Linked DNA regions of Mus musculus: regions 2 and 3 are each linked to region 1. The links are chromatin contacts, called in public HiChIP or PLAC-seq maps. All regions are on one chromosome and are shown on one strand. The core of a region is the stretch at or near the end of the contact, and the rest is flanking DNA. Distances in the headings are between cores, read along the strand shown. Region 1 holds the start of Nfil3 (nuclear factor, interleukin 3, regulated). Region 2 holds the start of Sema4d (sema domain, immunoglobulin domain (Ig), transmembrane domain (TM) and short cytoplasmic domain, (semaphorin) 4D). Region 3 holds the start of Cks2 (CDC28 protein kinase regulatory subunit 2).

Evidence for each region. HiChIP or PLAC-seq counts read pairs in DNA pulled down with a chosen protein or histone mark.
Region 2: a contact with region 1 is called in an H3K27ac HiChIP or PLAC-seq map of thymic regulatory T cells, with 6 times the contacts expected there. The contact joins the promoter of Sema4d here to the promoter of Nfil3 in region 1. A contact is called at or near these places in 3 of 39 promoter capture datasets (embryonic stem cells, liver and pre-B cells), 4 of 484 Hi-C or Micro-C datasets (B cells, CD8 T cells and embryonic stem cells), 4 of 115 datasets of contacts at active chromatin or transcription factors (astrocytes, embryonic forebrain, embryonic midbrain and 1 more) and 1 of 9 other capture datasets (embryonic stem cells).
Region 3: a contact with region 1 is called in an H3K4me3 HiChIP or PLAC-seq map of pro-B cells, with 6 times the contacts expected there. The contact joins the promoter of Cks2 here to the promoter of Nfil3 in region 1. A contact is called at or near these places in 2 of 39 promoter capture datasets (neutrophils and pre-B cells), 3 of 484 Hi-C or Micro-C datasets (CD4 T cells, LSK cells and Th1 cells), 4 of 115 datasets of contacts at active chromatin or transcription factors (hepatocytes, large pre-B cells, microglia and 1 more) and 2 of 9 other capture datasets (adipose tissue and liver).

What each region holds. Positions count from the first base shown.
Region 1 is chr13:52,979,602-52,982,301 of GRCm38.p6, reverse strand. Nfil3 (nuclear factor, interleukin 3, regulated) reads left to right here and starts at 1,263. Exons shown (of 2, transcript NM_017373.3): 1 at 1,263-1,441.
Region 2 is chr13:51,792,340-51,795,039 of GRCm38.p6, reverse strand. It overlaps Sema4d (sema domain, immunoglobulin domain (Ig), transmembrane domain (TM) and short cytoplasmic domain, (semaphorin) 4D), which reads left to right and starts at 1,362. Exons shown (of 16, transcript NM_013660.5): 1 at 1,362-1,543.
Region 3 is chr13:51,643,828-51,646,527 of GRCm38.p6, reverse strand. It overlaps Cks2 (CDC28 protein kinase regulatory subunit 2), which reads right to left and starts at 1,296. Exons shown (of 3, transcript NM_025415.3): 1 at 1,057-1,296. The coding sequence starts at 1,115.

The DNA.
Region 1 (2,700 bases), core at 14-2,513:
AAAGAGATCCACTTGGTGAGATGTTCCGGGTGGGGGTCCCGCACACTCACTCTTTATTTTGGGGTTTGCTTTCTTTGAAAAATGAGAAAGGAGGGGGTTGAGTGAGGGAATCATTCGAGCCCAGGTCCCACAGTCCGAGCTCAAGGACCTTGCCACCTGCCACATTCCGTATTTGGGCAAGCGCGTGCGTCACTGTCAGGAATATGGCTCCCTTTGCCAAGGCCGGCTATAATCTTACGTGTCTGTAAACGCGGGGAGTGTTTGCCACGTTCCTTTACAATAGCCAACCCGATGACTGACTTAAGAACATGCCACCAGATGCTCTGTCTCCCATTTCCTTATGTCTTTTGTACATCCCAGGAATTGGGGAAAGGGGGGTGGGGTGGGGGCTGGCTGGCGTGTTCACTGAGAACCGAAAGGAGAGGAGAACTACCAGTTCAAGATGCTTGGGGAATGCCCTCCGTGGCTTGCTCTAGCCCGAGCACCGAAAGCGGGTAGGTTTCCCAGCCGGGGACACCGAGGCCGCGGACTCTCAGGTCCTCGGAGACAGCCGCCACCTCTCCACGTGGTCGGGGACACAGACCAACCGGGTCTAGCTTGGTTTCCCAACCGTGTTACGCAACAACTTTGTAGGGGTCGTCTTCGCCCTAATTGTGTCGGGAGCGCTGTTTGTGTTACCGTTGCGGCGCTGCCCGGGAGAGGAGCGGGACATTTCAGTAGCCCGGCTGCCGCGCCCCTTTCCCGGTCTCAGAGGGGACCGTGGGCACAAGGAGGCCAAGGTCCCCGCCACGCCCGTGTCCCCATAGCCCTCACCCGGGGTTCTATTGGCAACAGGTAGCCCGGCCCTCTGTGGCTCTCCGGGAAACAAACAAACAAAAAAAGGTGCTGGCACCACGGAGCGAGCGCAGCGACCCGGAGGGCGCGGCCGGCAATGGGCAAAAGGGTCCTGGGCTCCTCTTAGGCGTGCCTCGGGTTGCTCCGCGGTGCGTCCCGTTGCGCAACATAGCGCTCGGCCTGGGTCCCCACGGACAGCGGGTAGCAGCTGCGGCCGCGGCCAGAGAAGGACGCGGACTGCCAGTGGCGCCGCGGCGGAGAGGACGGGGCGGGGCGGGGCGGGGCGGTGGGGAGCCCGCCCCTGTCGGCGCGGCCAGTGGCGGCGGGCCGGGGGCGGGCGCGGGCGCGGCGATTGGGGCGGCCGCCGCCCGTCACGGCGGGGCTGGCGGGCGGCGACGTAGCGCGGCGCTCGGAACTGACCTACTAACACACATCTCTCGGCGCGGCCACGGCGCCCGCGGACCCGGCGCGCCCGCTCGTCTCCCGCGCCGCGCCCTCGCCACCGCCCGCTGAGGGCCCGGCGGAGCTTGAATCGCGCCCCGGCGCCGCCAGCCCGGTTACAGCCGCCCTTTCTTTTCCCCCTCACGGACCAGGGAGCAGAACCACGGTAAGCGCTCCGCCCACCGGCGGCCCCGGGGGCCCTGCTCTGCTCCGTGCCCGCTCTTGGAGCGCGCGGCCGGCGGGCGTAGGGCGCGGGATGCGTGCGGGCGCGGCGCAGGGCTGGCGGGAGGCGGCGAGTGTGCGCGGGGCATGCATTACATAAACTTTTGCTGCCTTGGCAGGAGGGGGGACTCGCCACCTTAAGGTAGCTGCTTTGATTGCAGCGCCCTGGCGCCCGCACGTAGCCCGGGCTGCCGCGCGCTCCCTCCTCCTCCCCGCTATTGCATAATGTCTCCGGATTTCAGGAAAATTGATGTTTCGGTGGCGAAGAGCGCGCCGTGGAGGCGGAGTGGAGGCCGATCCTTTTAGCAGCCAGACGACTTGCCCTGCTCTCCGGGGTCTCTCCGCGCTAGTCCCCAATCCGGGCCAGCTAAGGGGAGGGTTGAGTCTTGATTTGCTTAGGAGGATTGGGAGTACCAACGGTGACGGCAATCGGAGATGCCTGCGCGGCGTTTGTTTGTGTCAGGCGCTGTGTCGGCACCGACGTTTTCCAACCCGTTTGTCGTCACCGTGTTTTACGAGCCCTCGGGAAGGTGGAGGGATGTGTCCTTTCTTACATTGCATAATGGGCCAGCGATGAAACGTGGGCACCGAGGACGAACTGATGTGAGAATGTGCGCGTGTGATTTGTGTGCAATGATTTGGTCATTTTAGCGCAGCGTTGGCTATTAGATCCTTATTGGTACCTCTGTATCGTCCCAAATACGCATATTTTAAAAAACGATTCTATGGAGTTCATTATTAAGAAAGAAGAAATCCTAGTCTTGGACACTAATGCGCGCGGGGGAGGGGGGGCTCCTTAAATGTTCCGAGGTGTTATTTTTAAAACCCGGACGAGCCATTGTGACGTTTGCCTCCCCACTTTTCCCAACTGGAATGCGATGCGTTTCATCAGCCTTTCTTTTTCTTTCTTTCTTTTTTTTTTTTCTCACCTTATCGTCATTGGCTTTTTTTTTTTTTTTTTTAAGACACCACAAGACAAATCATTACTAGATTCCTGGAAATGTGAGGTTATGTAACTGCCGAATTTGCTGGCTGTTGAGCATAGAAAGGGAGCTAATTACGTGATTTTATAATCTTGCCACAAAGAAAGTAGGGCAATCTCAGCGTTGAAGAATGTCACCATCAACAGGGGTTTTGTTGGTTCTTTTAAAGGATATTTTAAGCCGGAAAGTGACGACCGACTAAGCCTTGACATAGCTCATG
Region 2 (2,700 bases), core at 113-2,612, 1.2 Mb after region 1:
TTGGTTCTACTGTTTTGACCTCTAGTAGGCCTATTGTGCTCTCTGAGCCAGCACTGACTGGCACACCTAACCTGAAGAAGCTTCCTGGTTCTTTCTAGGACCTTCTATCCTTTAGGAAGGGCTTGCTCAGTTTAACTGCTGTCAGCTGCCTGCCTTCCCAACAGCCTCATCCCTGCTGGAAGCCCCTAAGGGCCTTCTGGAATTCAGGAAGCCACCAGTCTGCCTAGAGACTGGTCTTGATCTATTTCTTGGTTCTTCCGGCAGGTTCATTAAGGAACTGGGTTTCCTTTTAGGGAGGGACTGTGTCTCTGGGCAGCACTTCCCACCTGGCCAGTTACTGTGTGAACTGAGGGTCACTTCTCCCTTCAAGGGCAGAAAAGGACATGCCCTGTGGCTGCAGTGTGTGTGTGTGTCTGTGTGTGTGTACCCATGCAATATGCCATGAGGTCAACCCAGGTGTTGTCCACTTAGTTTTAGGAGACAGGGTCCCTTACTGAAATCTGAGTCTGACTTCGGATTAAGTAAGGCAGGCTGGCTGGCCAGTGAACTCCATCCAGGGTTCCACCAATAGTCTCTGCCTCAACACTGGGATTACAACAAAGCACCACTGTCTGGGTTTTTTTTTAATCATAGGTTCTGGAGCACCAACCTCAGAAAGCATGTTAAGGACCTGGCTATGTCTACCCTTTGTACCAACCAACTTCGGAAGGCCCAGAATTAGTTAGAAATGTATCTCATCGGGAGCTGCATACAGGAAGCCTTGGTCCATGGGAAGAACCACCCACACCTTGCATTGAGAACCCCAAAGGGTCTATCCTAGATCATAAAGGTAAGAGCCCAGCATCTCTGGGGTCAACGCTGGTGACCCCAGAGCATGGGGCACAGGAGACTTTGGGGACCTGGACGAGCAGGCTGGATCATTAGGAGGCTGAAAGGATCAAAAGGCTCCTTTTGCTGGTAATCTCCTCTGTTTTCAAGAGACCAGACTTGGGTAGGAAAGAGCCCCTGGGGTCTGGACCATGGGGCTTTGGGGGATGGGGGACGGGGGGGGGGGGACACGGGGGAAGAGGACGAGGGAGTTGGATGAAAAGAGGAAGAGGTGGTGGAAGGTAAATGGGGAAGGAAAGGAAGGGAGGGAGAAAGGAAACAAGAGGGGAGCAGGAGAAAAAGACTGGGGTAGGTGAAGACAGGGGCGGGGCGCGGGAGGGCAAGGAAGAAGGGAGAGAGGTTGGGGTGAGAGGAGGGACTAGGAGGAAGGGGGAGGGGCGAAGGGAGGGAAGAGACGGGAGGGGGAGGGGAGGAGGCGGGAAGGGAGGGAGAGGGGGTGGGGCCTGCACGCTAGCCCCGCGCCCTCCTTCCCCACGCCGGCCTCCGCTCCCTCTCGCGCCGCAGCATCTCCGCGCGTCTCCCGGCCTCCCCGACTCAAGCTCCTGGCGCCGTTCGCCTCTGTCGTCGCTGCCACCAACGCCGCCGCCATTCTTGGCGCGGAGCTGGCCTGGCCAGCCCCCGCCGAGAGCCTCCGCGGGTCGGACGCGCGCTCCAGGTAAGCGACTGGGCCGGCGCGGGAGGAGCGCGCGCGGGGTTGGGCAGGTGCGCGGAGCGCGGCGAGCCCCCGCGGTAAACCTAGGAACCCTGTTGGAGCCTCTCCTGCGACCCCCTCGGGGCTCCCAGGATCCCTCTCCGAGCTTCTTCCCCAGGTTCTCCCACACCGCTAGGACCTAGTCTGCATTCCCACCTGGATGCCCCCGGACTCCCTCTGCGTTCGCATCAGGATCCTTTGGGTCCCCTCTGAGTCCCATCCGGATTCCTCACCCCCCTCTACATTTCCACCGCGTTTTCCAGACCCTCTCTGCAGTTCCACCCCAGCCCGGATCTCTCTCCGGCGTCCCTTCCCTAGCTCCCGCCAGGCCCTGGCAGGCAGGTGGCTGGAGCAGGGACACGGGACAGGCAGCGGATGCGACTTGACCAGCCAGGCCCTGCACGCTGGGACCCCCGGGTGCTGACTCCTTGATCGGTGCCTCCCAGGTCAGGCCCGGTGCCCGTAGCCGGGCTCCCAGCCCCGGCCTAACCAGCTTCTATTTCGGTCTCCCAGGCCTTGGCTCGGGTGCACCGGATGTGGCGCGGTGCACTCAGACAGGTGCGGCCGCGGTGAGGTTGCCACCGCCGGGCAGTGGGCACTGCAAGGCGGTGGCTTCCTGGAAGATTCGGGCTGCGTTATTCTAGAACCGCCCGGAACCACCACCAGCTTTAGCTCGAGCTGCACCTGTTGCTGGCGCCCGATGATTTGCAGGGGGCTGGTTCTGTTGGGGCTCAGCCAGTTATGGCTTGGGGAAAAAAATCAGCCAAAAAACAAAACAGCGCTGAGCACGTAGCTGCCCTCTATATGTTTTCTGTTTAGTCTCTCTGTGGGTGAATGTGGAGTTTTGGCTTTCAATGAAGCATGTGGTGAAGGCCTGCCCCTACATACTGGGTCATTTGCCACATGAACTTGTCCTGCTTTTGTTTTGAAAACCCTCACTGTGTGGAGCACAGCCCAGGCCCGTGGGTGGCCCAACCTCTCACTGGACTGGGGGCCTGTAGCCAGCCATCTGACCCAGCTGTGGGTCTACCAGGCGCTACCAAACGGAAGTTTCCTTCCCAGGAGGGTGAAGTGACACCAGCGGTCTGTCACTTCATATGTGCCCCTGGCGTCTGACTTGT
Region 3 (2,700 bases), core at 47-2,546, 1.3 Mb after region 1:
GCCTAATTTAGAAAGACAGTACAATTACTTTCGGTCATTTTTGGATATTTCCAAACCAAGTTCTGAGTTACTATAACGACCAAATATTAAGCCAATTATCACATGGTTACCATTGTGAAGTTTGTAATTACTATGTAAAGACTGTTATGTATTTAAATTTTTTAGTAAGGGGGAAAAAAAAAACCCATGAGACTTCCCTACTTAAGAACATTCAAGTTTATAGCATTAGTGCATCGTCAAACAGCCTGGAAAAAGTTTTCTGGCTGTGAAGACTTCTACACTAGCGGACTGAGAGAATGGGGGGTGGGGCGGTGAAGCCACTCTTTTAAAAAGTGTCTCATCCCTCAAACAGCATTCTGGACACTAACCTAAAAGGGCAGCAAACAGAAAACAAGGTCACTATTTGCCCAAGGGAGGAACAGGTTTTACCCACCTGGAGTCCTTGACTGTGTCCCAGAATGCAACGCTCTAATCCCAACCCAGAAGAACCCAGCGACGGAAAGGCCTTTGAAACCACACCCCAAGTCATAAGGGATACAATAAAGTTAACTACAATCCTCCCTTACTTTCCACAATCCCATTTGCTAATTATATTAACGTAGGTACTACCTTCCTGCGCATCTCAGGATTTAAAACTCAAAACTTCCTCAAAAGCCCCAAACGTGGCCAATATGGACTAGCAGTTGAAGGTAACGTAGCCACCACCACCCCAATCCTTCCGAAGGCAATCTCGAGTTTTCAATTTGATCTTGAAGCCCTTTAACAACGCCCCGTGTTACAGCGTCTGGAGCCGTTACCCATCAGACACTCGATAATGCCCGTCGGGTGCGTTTCCGGGGACTTCCCCTCCCGGCCAGTCCGGGCCAGTGCGGTTTGCGGTCGTGAACTCCCAGACTAGGCGCTGCCCACCCATCTAACGACTCCCCATCTCCTGCGATCCCCGCAACACTACACAAAGCAAGGCTGCCCGGACGGACGGAGGCCTCTAAGGGGGTCCGAGTCCCGACCACCAGGTCTGACCTCCCAGCGCGGCCCTCCTCCGCAGGCGCTCCTCACCGGTACTCGTAGTGCTCATCGAAGTACTTGTCTGAGTAGTAGATCTGCTTGTGGGCCATCCTGCCGGCGCGCAGAGGAGTAAGCGGGATCAGGAAACCGGGCGCAAGGGGCTCTACGTCCGCCTAGGGCCGACGCAACGACTCGAATGAGGCCAACGACCGCAGGCCCAACGCTCTGGATTTGAATCCGACAGCCCTCCGCCGATTGGGCGAAGCCACCAACCAATCACGCTCCGCGCAGACCTCGAGGACAGGTAACCAATCAGAAGCCTGTTGCAAGATTGCGAGGGCGGGAGTAAGGATTGGCTAACGATTCAGCGAGGAGCGCCCGGCGACCCCAAGAGATATTGAGAAGGGCGGAGCCGAGTCGTTAAGTGCCTCGCAGCGCGTGCGCAGTGGTTTAGAACGTGCCTGGGGGCAGAACCGTTGGGTGGTGGGCGGACACGAGATGAGGTATCCGGGGCTCTGGGGGCCGGAGCGGCACGAGACGCCTGGGGGGCGGTCTCTGTGGTCAGGGAAGTCCAGCTGCGGAGCGTTCCAGAGGGTAAGGTGCCCTCCGCTGCCCCTGATGGCAACGCTAATTACGCTTGGCTGCGAGCTAGTCCCATCTTAAAAAGATGTGCTCATGTAAAAGGAAGTTGAAAGGGTGTTAAGTCGTGGTTTCGTGCAGCAAGTTACATATAACAACCATTTTCTACAATGAGCAGGTGTCATTTTTCTTTTAATATTTTTGCGATTTGTTGCAGTGGATGAATTGCTCTGGTGTGGCTGTTAGGATAACAAAGTAACCCACGGCAGCTGGGCGTACTGGCCCACACCTTTAATCCCTGTACTCCAATGCCAGGTCAACACCCCTCCCTCCTCCTTTTTTTTTTTTAGTTTGGTTTGGTTTTTGTTTTTTCGGAGACTGGCTTTTCCTGTGTAGCTCTGGCTGTCCTGGAACTCACTCTGTAAACCAGGCTGGCCTCGAACTCAGAAATCCATTTGCCTCTGCCTCCCAAATGCTGGGATTAAAGGCGTGCGCCACCACCGCCCGGCTGTTTTTTGTTTTGTTTTGTTTTGTTTTGTTTTTGAGACAGAGTTTCTCTGTGTAGCCCTGGCTATCCTGGAACTCGCTCTGTACACCAAGCTGGCCTCAAACTCAGCGATCCTCCTGCCCCTGCCTCCCCAGTGCTGGGATTAAAAGTGGATGCCCCATCACCGTCCAGCTTCAGCCTAATATCTTTAACAGATGGTAGGATAGCAAAGTGTGATCCTGTCTAAAATAATAAAAACGGAAGTCAGCATGTAACTACAATTTTATTTTTTTATAGAGTTGGGTAATCAGGTGCCTGCAATCTTTTAACGACAGGTTTCCCGACTTCACTTGGCCCTCAGTTAAAGAGAACACAAGATCGTCTGACTTCTTGCACAACTTTAAAGTTATTTTTAGCACTAAAATAATAAAGGTGCTAATTGCCTACCGATATTATCACGTGAGACAACAGGTGGGATTAAAATTTCAACATGTAAATAGGAGGATGTAAGCATACACTCTATAACACAAATAATATGGAGGTATGAGTTCTGTTCTGAAAGATCTTTAATTACTATCTAAGCAGTGGTTCTCAACCTTCCTGATGCTGCAGCCCTTTGATGCAAGTGG